2 separate regions of the Ovis aries genome follow, and region 1 is linked to region 2. A link is a contact called in public Hi-C data. All regions are on one chromosome and are shown on one strand. The core of a region is the stretch at or near the end of the contact, and the rest is flanking DNA. Distances in the headings are between cores, read along the strand shown.

Region 1 (5,159 bases), core at 1,431-3,930, 400 kb before region 2:
AACTGACTGAAGGTAACATTTACAGCCCCAGGAGGACCTGATGTCTTTGAAGGCCATTATACAGCCAACCACATTCATTAAACCTTGTTCAAGTTGTCCTTGGGGAAGGCAATGGCAACCCACTCCAGTACTCTTGCCTGGAAAATCCCATGGATGGAGGAGCCTGGTAGGCTGCAGTCCATGGAGTCGCTAGGAGTTGGACACGACTGAGCGACTTCACTTTCACTTTTCACTTTCATGCATTGGAGAAGGAAATGGCAACCCACTCCAGTGTTGTTGCCTGGAGAATCCCAGGGACCGGGGAGCCTGGTGGGCTGCCGTCTCTGGGGTCGCACAGAGCTGGACACGACTGAAGTAACTTAGCAGCAGCAGCAGCAGCAAGTTGTCCTAGTTTGAAGATGCTGCCTGCCCCCTGCTAGGACCTGAGGGATACAGCCTGGATCATAATATTTGAAAGAGTGCAAATTCAAGCCACATAAATATGTTAATTTGATAACTTGCACATGGCTTTCGGAAACCATTTATATGTTAATGACTCCTGAATTTATATCCCTAGTCCATTCCTTTCCTCTGAGTTTCAAGATCATTTATACCCACTTGAATACTTGCTATTACCTTTTGGATAGTTCCATTTTTGTTTCGTTTCAGAGGCACCTCAGGCTTTGTTCTTGTGGCAAATCCCATCTCTTCTCTTGTCCTATGTCCCACCTGCTCCTTCTCAACTCTTCCCGGTCACAGCAAGTCCCACCACCATCCACGAGTTCACTCCAGTTGTCACTTCTTTATCTCAACAAGCTCCCCGCACCCGCCAAACCATTCAGTGCGGTCTACCTCCAGTTCATTACTGTAGGATGCAGGTTCCACTCCACAACAGATGTAGAATCTCTTCTGTTCTTCCCATTCCTGCCGACTCCCACCTAGTTCATGGACCACCTCGGACCTGAGTCACAGCAATGACCTCCTGAACACCTCCTGTCTCTCCTCTCCAGTCCTCTCCATACGAACATCCAGAGAGAGAGTTTGCAACCCTAGCTCGGATCACATCACTGCCATCTAAAATATGTCTGTACTCTCAGGGGCATCCTTGCCCTCACTCAGCACTTTTTGCTGAGCCCTTTCCCACCTCCCTCCTTCCCATCCACATCCCCTGAGGCTGGACTGATCTTTTCCCCAGAGCTTCACAGGTTTGGGTTGTTTGTGTCTTGTTTATCCAGTTCTCAGTTCAGTTCAGTCACTCAGTCGGGTCCGACTCTTTGCGACCCCATGGACTGCAGCACCATGGACCAGGCCTCCCTGTCCATCACCAATTTCTGGAGTTTACTCAAACTCATGTCCGTTGAGTCAGTGATGCCATTCAACCATCTCATCCTTTGTCGTCCCCTTCTCTTCTCGCCTTCAATCTTTACCAGCATCAGGGTCTTTTCAAATGAGTCAGTTCTTTGCATCAGGTGGTCAAAGTATTGGAGTTTCAGCTTCAGCATCAGTCCTTTCAATGAATAGTCAGGACTGATTTCCTTTAGGATGGACTGGTTGGATCTCCTTGTTCAAGGGACACTCAAGAGTCTTCTCAACACCACAGTTCAAAAGCATCGATTCTTCAGTGCTCAGCTTTCTTTATAGTCCAACTCTCACATCCATACATGACCACTGGAAAAACCATAGCCTTCACTAGACCTTTGTTGGCAAAGTAATGTCTCTGCTTTTTAATATGCTGTCTAGGTTCTCAGCAGTTTTCAGTTTGGTGGGAAGATCATGATCCCATCTCTTAATGAGATGAGCAGGAGAGTCATCTTGTGAATGGTGAGAATGTTAGGAGGCATGAAGGGCTGTGCCACTGGTGAAACTCCCACATGGTAGACAATGGTAGAAAGAGGCTGACCTGGGGAAGCAGTCTCCCTAGGAACAGAAGGGCCTTCTGGGTCCTAAAGTCATTCTGGGCTGGTGACCACTCCTCCTGGGTTCTGCTGAGAAGTGACTGGGCTGTTCCTTCCAGGATGGGAGGCACCTGGCCTATGGGGGAGATTCTATCAGCACTGTGTCCCCATGTGTCCCTGCTCAAGGTCACTGGCAGAGCCCAACTTACAAAGTGCTGCCTCACCATCCTCAGTGACCCATCAAGTGACCATCTGTGCCGGTGTCCTTAGCCTGATGGTCAGGTCTCTGCATCCTTCTGACAGCAGTGATTGCCACCTCAAAGAGGAAGTCCAGATTCCTGCTGGATGTGAGAAAAAGGCACCCTCAGATCTGGAATGAGTCACAAAACAGAAATATCGGCATGGTCAATGCCAAGGTTACCATACACTAGCTGAGAGGTCCAGAAGCACCTTCCAGGTTACGAACAAACCAGTCCATCCTGAAGGAAATCAACCCTGACTATTCATTGGAAGGACTGATGCTGAAGCTGAAGCCCCAGTGCTTTGGCCACCTGATGTAAAGAGCCGACTCACTGGAACAGACCTTGATGCTGGGAAAGATTGAGGGCAGGAGGAGAAGGGGGTGGCAGAGGATGAGATGGTTGGACGGCATCACTGACTCAGTGGACATGAATGTGAGAGAATTCCGGGAGACAGCGAAGGACAGGGAAGCCTGGTGTGCTGCAGTCCACGCAGCCCACAAAGAGTGGGACAGGACTTAGTGACTGAGCAACAACAGCTAAGCATCCATGGCCTGAAGCGGCTACTGCGCACACGCTGAAATCTCTAAGGCATGCGCACTTGGGTCTCAGGGCACAGGCTCCCAGCGAGGCGAGGGCCGGGGCAGCCCAGGTGGGTTTGAGGGTATTAGCACCTGGAGAATCACCTGCATTCTGCTCTACAGCTCCCAAGGCCACACATAAATCATGGTTGTTTTTCCCCCCCTGTGGTCACTAGATGTCACTGCAGGAAAAAATCTGACCAGAAAACAGATGCGAGGGAGAGAGACATTAATGTTTTGGATCCTAAGGAAGTGGTTGCCTTGGCAACAGGGAGCACGTGAAAGAACTTCCTTCTTCGGGAACAGCATGAGGCTTGTGAGTGATGGTTTAGGCAGTGCCTCAAACGGAAGACACTGTCCGGAGCCAAAACCCATGTATGGGCCCCGGATGAAGCAACACTGGGTGATGGGCTGCAGGGAGACACAAAGGCCAGAGAAAGAGGGGAGAGGGGCGATGGACAGATGGACGAGGGGCATCTAGCAGTGGGAGTGCTTAGCAGCCCTTGCTGATTCTAAGCCTGAATTCCAAGGACAGGCACACAATCAGAACGGTATTTTTTCTCTGCAGCTGTTCGTTATCCAGGAAAGGTGTCCTTTCTTGGCAAATTCAACCACAACTACAGAAATACTGAGAGCCGAGCCCAGCACCAAGCCTGTGCCCATGGATGACTCCACTTCAGATGCTAAACCACTAACAAGGGATGAGGATGTAGGTGGGGGGGTGGGGTGTAGGGGCCAGAGGGCAAGGGGCATCCAGCTCACCTGGGGTCACCACTCTCTTCTGCTTTCCCACTTTCCATCTACACCTTTTCTTGAGGATGGGGACTCTCCCTTGAGATGCAAGATGGGAGAATGGGAGAGAAGATGGGAGAAGTGTAGGCTGAATGTTCTAAGCTTCCCCGCTGGTCTTGGGTTTTAAGGACCGACCAGCTGGCTGACGGCAGGCAGGGAAGGTGCAGACAGAGATTCACTGCCCCCTGAGCAGCACAGCCCTGAGCAGAGTGGTAACAGGGTGAGCTCTTTGCCCCCCATCTCTCCACTCTCTTCCCTCTACCCCCTCTCCACCCCAAGATGCCAGGGTCCTTGAACTGCCCTCTGGATTCTCCAAAGGTCTGCTGTACACTAAGCTTCCTGCCTCCTCAGAGCTGGTTCCCAGAGCCCTGCTGAACTTTGGACTTGGAATAATCTAGCTCACCAGAGCCCAAGGTATAGCCCCTTCAGGGGATGTTAGTGGTTTCAAGAGTGGTTTCTTAACCAAATGCATCCTATCTAATAATGCCTGCAATGAGAGGTCAGAGAATTCTAGACTGGATTCCAACCAGAGCTTCCAAACCAAGAATTTCCAGTTTACCAAGGCCCTAGGCAGGGTCTTCCATGAAGCCCCATGTGCAGCAGAGTGGGCCCGGCCAGGGAGGACGACATCCCCAAGCTCCGATCTGGGAAGTAACTGGTGTTTCCTGGATGGTCCTCAGGGAGGGCAGCCAGAGGAAATAGTACCCTTTGGAGATCAGGACAAATTACAAACAACAGGGAGGTACATTCCGAAGGCCAAGGTCCTCACAAAATTGAAGTCTAAACTGTCCAGCCAGGAGGGGGTTTTGTGCCTCAATCACATCAGAGCCTCGCAGGAAGCGGGTGTGATGGGCGTGGTGATCCATGAGAGTCTGGAGGAATCGGCATCAGATAGTAGGTCCTAGTGGAGGGCTGGGGTCGGAGGGCGGGGAGGGCCTTAGGAGCAGCTGCCCGATCCCCAAGGGTCCTGACCCCTTTCTGCTTATGTCAGAGGACTGAGAATTCCCCTTTGGGTCATGCTGAGTGCCCTCGGTTTTGACCATAACAAAGTCTCATGATGAAGCTTGCAGCCCAGATACATCTGCACAGAACACCGATCACCTGTCCTTTCCCTGACCCCCAGGCACCTTTCACCACACCGAGACCACGCTGCTATTTTACCCCATAAATATCTCAGGGATATTTGTCACCCTCAGGAAGGCAGCTCTGAGACTTTTTCTCCTGTCTCCTCACTTGGCTGCCCCATGAGTAAAGCCTTTCTTTGCCGCAAATGCCGTCGTCATGTTTCGGCTTGCTGTGCGTGGGGCAAACGACCCTGCTTCAATAACACGACTTGTTTGACTTTCAGTCCATTTCCATGCTCACCCCTGAACCTCCCCTTGGGCTGTGAACCTGTCCCTCTGTTAACCTGCGGCTCTGGCCAGTTCCTCTCACCACCTTGATTTCTTCTTGGTTTTAATTGCTCAGTCATGTCCGCCTCTTTGCAACCCCATGGACTGTAGACCTCCAGGCTCCTCTGTCCGTGGGATTTCCCAGGCAAGAATATTGGAGTGGGTTGCCATTTCCTTCTGCAGGAGATCTTCCCAACCCAGGGATCGAACCTGCGTTTATCTGCATTGCGGGCAGATTCTTAGCCACGAGGGAAGCCCTGACTCCTTCTTTGCTGAACTCTA
Region 2 (5,241 bases), core at 1,754-4,253:
ACAGGCTGCAGGAGTCAGGAGGTGATGGGGTGATGCTGGACACAGGCTGGAGGAGTCAGGAGGTGACAGGGTGATGCTGGACACAGGCTGGAGGAGTCAGGAGGTGACGGGGTGATGGTGGATACAGGCTGGAGGAGTCAGGAGGTGACGGGGTAATGCTGGACTCAGGCTGCAGGAGTCAGGAGGTGATGGGGTGATGGTGGACACACTGGAAGAGTAAGGAGGTGATGGGGCGATGCTGGACACAGGTTGGAGGAATCAGGAGGTGACGGAGTGATGCTGGACAGAGGCGGGAGGAGTCAGGAGATGACGGGTGATGGTGGACACAGGCCAGAGGAGTCAGGAGGTAATGCTGGACTCAGGCTGCAGGAGTCAGTGATGGTGGACACAGATGCTGGCTGGAGGAGTCAGGAGGTGACGGGGTGATGCTGGACACAGGCCGAAGGAGTCAGGAGGTGACAGGGTGATGCTGGACACAGGCTGGAGGAGTCAGGAGGTGACGGGGTAATGCTGGACTCAGGCTGCAGGAGTCAGGAGGTGATGGGGTGATGGTGGACACACTGGAAGAGTAAGGGGGTGATGGGGCGATGCTGGACACAGGTTGGAGGAATCAGGAGGTGACAGGGTGATGCTGGACACAGGCCAGAGGAGTCAGGAGGTGACGGGGTGATGCTGGACACAGGCCGGAGGAGTCAGGAGGTGACAGGGTGATGCTGGACACAGGCTGCAGGAGTCAGGAGGTGACGGGGTGATGGTGTACACGCTGGAGGAGTCAGGAGGTGACGGGTGATGCTGGACACAGGCTGCAGGAGTCAGGAGGTGATGGGTGATAGTGGACTCTGGCTCCAGGTATCAGGAGGTGACGGGGTGATGCTGGACACAGGCTGCAGGAGTCAGGAGGTGATGGGGTGATGGTGGACTCAGGCCACAGGAGTCAGGAGGTGAAGGGGTGATGCTGGACACAGGCTGCAGGAGTCAGGAGGTGACGGGGCAATGCTGGTCAGGCCACAGGATTCAGGAGGTGACAGGGCAATGCTGGTCAGGCCACAGGATTCAGGAGGTGATGGGTGATGCTGGACACAGGCTGGAGGAGTCAGGAGGTGATGGGTGATGGTGGACACAGACTGGAGGAGTCAGGAAGTGATGGGTGATGGTGGACTCAGGCTCCAGGTATCAAGAGGTGACGGGTGATGCTGGGCACAGGCTGGAGGAGTCAGGAGGTGATGGGTGATGGTGGACACAGACTGGAGGAGTCAGGAAGTGATGGGTGATGGTGGACTCAGGCTCCAGGTATCAGGAGGTGACGGGTGATGGTGGACACAGGCCGCAGGAGTCAGGAGGTGACGCCAGCCCTGCCGAAGGAGAAGAGATGTCTGGTCCCAGATGTGGCTCCAGGGCTCCCGATTGTGGTTTCAGAACGTTTGGCCCCGGGTTGACCCTGACCTTGGAGATGTGTGAGCGGGCTGCGCTGGCGGTGCTGCTCCGTGTCTCAGTGTGGCCATGTGTCGTGGCCATTGAGTGTCACACCACGGCTTTCAGTGCCCCGAGGCCAGGACTCCCGCCCTGTCCAAGTGTGCTGGCCAGGTCTGCGCTCTGGAGATGGGTGTTGCCCCAGGTGTCCCCGATGGCCCATTGAGAACCACGCGGGCCCCCTTTAGAGGCAGCAGCAGCTCCTTGCTCCGACAGAAGCCCCGCTGCTGGGTCATGGGCTTGCTGCATAGTAATGTGGTCAGGTTTGAAGGGCAACCTCGAGGTCAAAGGAACGCCCAGAGTTGGGCTTCTTACACTGAAGGGCAGCATCCCTTTAGCAGGATGTGCAAACGTGTTTCTCAGCAGGCCTTGCATCACAAGCATGGACCAGACATCGAGGGTTTTTGCTGCCGGAGTGGTGACCCGAGGGAGCTGGGAGTCCGCCAGAACTCGGGCACCCGGGGACCAAGCCCGTCTCTCCATCGCTGGCAACTAGAGTTTGGGGCCAGTGCGCCTCCTCCCAGCCTCCCAGGAAAGCCAGCGTGCTGCACCGGGTCCTGCGTTTCCTCTCTAACACTCTGACCCCGGCCAGCAGCTTCGGCAAGAATTTACAGAACTGGGTTTTTTTTTTTTTTTTTTTTTTTTTGATGAAATGTGTTCCTGAAGCTGGGGGAGAATGTCCCCTGTGTTTTAAAGTTGGAATGGTTCCCTAGTAAACTGGCCATCCCCAGACCTCTGTACACATTTTCTAGGATAACCGTCTCTTCGCCCTGACAGGTAGAGGCTGAAGGCCAACGCCAAGGTCCCGGCGCAGCTTGGAGGAGGCCGAGGTTGGGCAGGCCACCCCCGCGTGGCCATCACCGTTGGAGGACCACGGCCACGGGCATGTTCCCAAAGGAGGGTGTTTGGGCCCAAGTGACTGTCTCGGGTCAGTAGTTGTCTGCTGGGAAGAGGGCACACTTGGGTCTGTGGAAGGAGGGTCCCCAGCTGTCTTGTGGAGGCTGGAGGCCATAGGTGGGTTTGGAGGGGACCCTTAAAAAAAGATCTCACAGAAGTGAGTCTATTTTTACTAAATAAATTTTTTTCCTTTCTAAAAACTCAAAAGTTAACAGGTACGTTCAGATCTATTACACATCATGTTCTCACCCGTTGGTATCCACCGTCATCTTAATTTCTTCTGGGGGTGGTCAGCTCCTTGTTTTGTGCAGACCCCCCAAATGAAGCTGATCTGGTCACCTCTCTTTAGTTGGAGAAGTTCTTGAGATGGTGGGGTGGTGGTGAAAAGCCGTAGCCACATGCTGCTGGGGTTTGCGCCAAGCAGAGCTAAATGGAGTAACCACTTAACCGCTAAGGTTACGGATCACAGCGGACACCGCGGGCATGTCGAGACGGGTTCTGACTGCAGATTAGATGTGGGCGGGGGCAAGGGGAGGTGGGCTCATCAGCTAGTCAGGTGCAGATCGGGGAAGTGAGGCGGAAAAGTGATACCTCCTGTTTAAACAGTAGGTGTGAGGATGTTAGTTGACTCTGGGCTCCGTATGACTCAGCTCTGTGGCGTGGGAGCATTTGTGTGTGTACAATGGTGGGTGTGTGTACAGGTGGGTGGCTGAGCCCTCAGGTTGCCTGCAGGGCATGCCATCTGGGAGAAGTAGGAGCCACTGATCCACCCCTGGCAGACCACCCAGGCTGACCTCCGCCAGCTCCCCTCGCAAGGGTGTTCTGGATGTGGTGGGATCCACCGGGTGTGGGGCAGTAGCCTGGGGAAGGTGCTCACCTGGCGGCTTTCTTGTGCACGTTTCGCTGGAGTGCCATTCGGCTTGAAGAATTTGCACCAGGAGAATTCGTGTGTGTCACTGGCAACCCCGTCAAGACACAGAAAATGACCGAGGCGGCGGTTTTCAGTCCCTTGCAAACAGACACTTTCTCTGACTCCGTGGTTAGTTCATTCTTGTGCCGGTTAGTGAGGAACCACTCCCTAAGTCCTTATTTGAATGGATGAATCAGTGCCTCGAGTTGAATAAGTTTTGAACTGTTGTAGGGAGGTCTTACCCAAATATAAACATGGCTGTAATAATAGAACCCCTTTGATTGATATGTCACTGATTAATTACACAAACACCTCTTACCTCCTCATTACGTGAAGAGCTTTCTCCTAGGGATCAGCAAGTGGAGACATGGGAAGGAGTCCCAGTCAAACAGAACCGAGTGCAGACGGAGATAGAGGCAGTTAGAGGGAATTAGAGACGGCACTTGTTCATTTCTGCATCTTCCTGGTGACGATCGGAGGTGTGCCTTGACTTGCGAGCTCACCGGGGGCCCTACTTTCCTTGAAGGACTGGCAGGACTGTGTTTCCTCTGTGGCACAGGGGTCTCTTGTATTGGAAGGATGCTCAGGGCAGGGGTGGTCGTGAATGGAGCCGCCTCCGTGGAGGTGGGGACCCAGTGGGAAGCCCTAGGTCCTGCGGCTCCCGTATAGCTTCCCAGGAGCTGAAGTCCAGTCCTTTGCTGAGTGTAAGGAACTTGATCACTTTCCCTGGAGGATTTTGTTCAAGCCCCTGCTAAATGAAAATTGTCATGGGGGAGGGTAGTTCTCAGAGTTTATTATGGATCAGGTATCTTAGAGTGCAGGGAAAGCTGTGGTTCTTTCTCCTTCTAGCAGCCTTCCACGATCACCCCCCAGGGTCCCTCCCCTCATTTCCACCCCCCACCCTGGTGCTTGTCCTCGCTGCTGAGATGGGCAGACTTCTTTGGAACCCGAGACACTGTGACTGCCTGCACGCCGGGTCAGGTCTGGCCTCTGATGATGTTTAACTCCTCCGCATTAGTGAAATCCTGATTTAGGATAGTAATTGGCTTTTAGGAGAGCTATTAACAGGGCTCCAGAGATGAGTCATTAAGAAGTTACACTCTATCTGTTTAAGTGCCTCAATTCCTTTTTGGGAAAATTTCTAGATTTCCTGAAATTCACAGAGGGATGCACATTGTTCTTTCTATTCCTTTTACATCCTTTTTTTTTTTTTTTTTAACTTGGGGATTATTAGTGTAAATTACAGACCAAGAATGCCAGAAACGTCTTGACTTAACTAAAATTTATCCCAGGGCTCAGTGGCTACAGCTGGCCTCCCTTTATAGGTTGTGTGGGGGATTGTTGTTACTGATGGGACTCTTTCAAGACTCTTCCAGCACAGGTGGGTCCCACGTGGCTTGTTCTCCGAGCAGGTTTCAGAATTTTAACTGGCCCCTGAGGTTAGCCGCAGCTTGGATTTCCTGCTCCCCTGCATGCTTGGGGCTTACTTGCTTGTCTCCGTGTTGAAATACAGCTGTGCTTCCTCCACCCGGACTGTGTCTGCATCAGTCAGTCAGGACTTCGGTAACGACAGTGCCACGCGCCGAGGGGCTGAAGCACCACGCGTTTCTTTCTCGCACTTCTGGAGGCCGGAAGTCCAAGGGCAGGGCACCAGCGGATTTGGTTCCCTGTGGGTCTGTGCTTCCTAAATAGCCATCTTCTCACCGTGTCCTTCTGTGGCAGAGGGGCCAGGGAGCTCTCTGGAGCCCCTTTTATAAAGGCATTAATCTGTTTCATGCCTGCCTGCTAATGCAGGAGACTCGGGTTCGATCCCTGGGTCGGGAAGATCCCCTGGAGGAGGAAGTGGCAGCCCACTCCAGTATTCTTGTCTGGAGAATCCCACGGACAGAGGAGCCTGGTGGGCGGCAGTCCACAGGGTCTCAAGGAGTCAGACACTGAGCCACTAACACTTCCACTGAATCCCT

The links. Hi-C and Micro-C count contacts between places; a contact is called where the count stands out from the background.
Region 1: a contact with region 2 is called in a Hi-C map of hypothalamus, with 6 times the contacts expected there. The contact joins two enhancer-like sites. A contact is called at or near these places in 7 of 16 Hi-C or Micro-C datasets (hypothalamus, mixed tissues, omental adipose tissue and 3 more).

Annotation. Positions count from the first base shown.
Region 1 is chr1:5,947,407-5,952,565 of ARS-UI_Ramb_v3.0, reverse strand. No RefSeq gene overlaps it. Among named protein-coding and RNA genes, the nearest start is that of SH3BP4, 200 kb to the left of the region's middle. Within about 2 kb of position 2,680, at least 13 of the 54 cell types and tissues checked have an H3K27ac peak or open chromatin away from gene starts, as enhancers often do.
Region 2 is chr1:5,544,638-5,549,878 of ARS-UI_Ramb_v3.0, reverse strand. All of the region lies in intron 1 of AGAP1 (ArfGAP with GTPase domain, ankyrin repeat and PH domain 1), which reads left to right. LOC121818811 (a long non-coding RNA gene) reads left to right here. Exons shown (of 3, transcript XR_009600460.1): 2 at 22-346; 3 at 415-5,241. Among named protein-coding and RNA genes, the nearest start is that of AGAP1, 85 kb to the left of the region's middle. Within about 2 kb of position 3,003, at least 4 of the 54 cell types and tissues checked have an H3K27ac peak or open chromatin away from gene starts, as enhancers often do.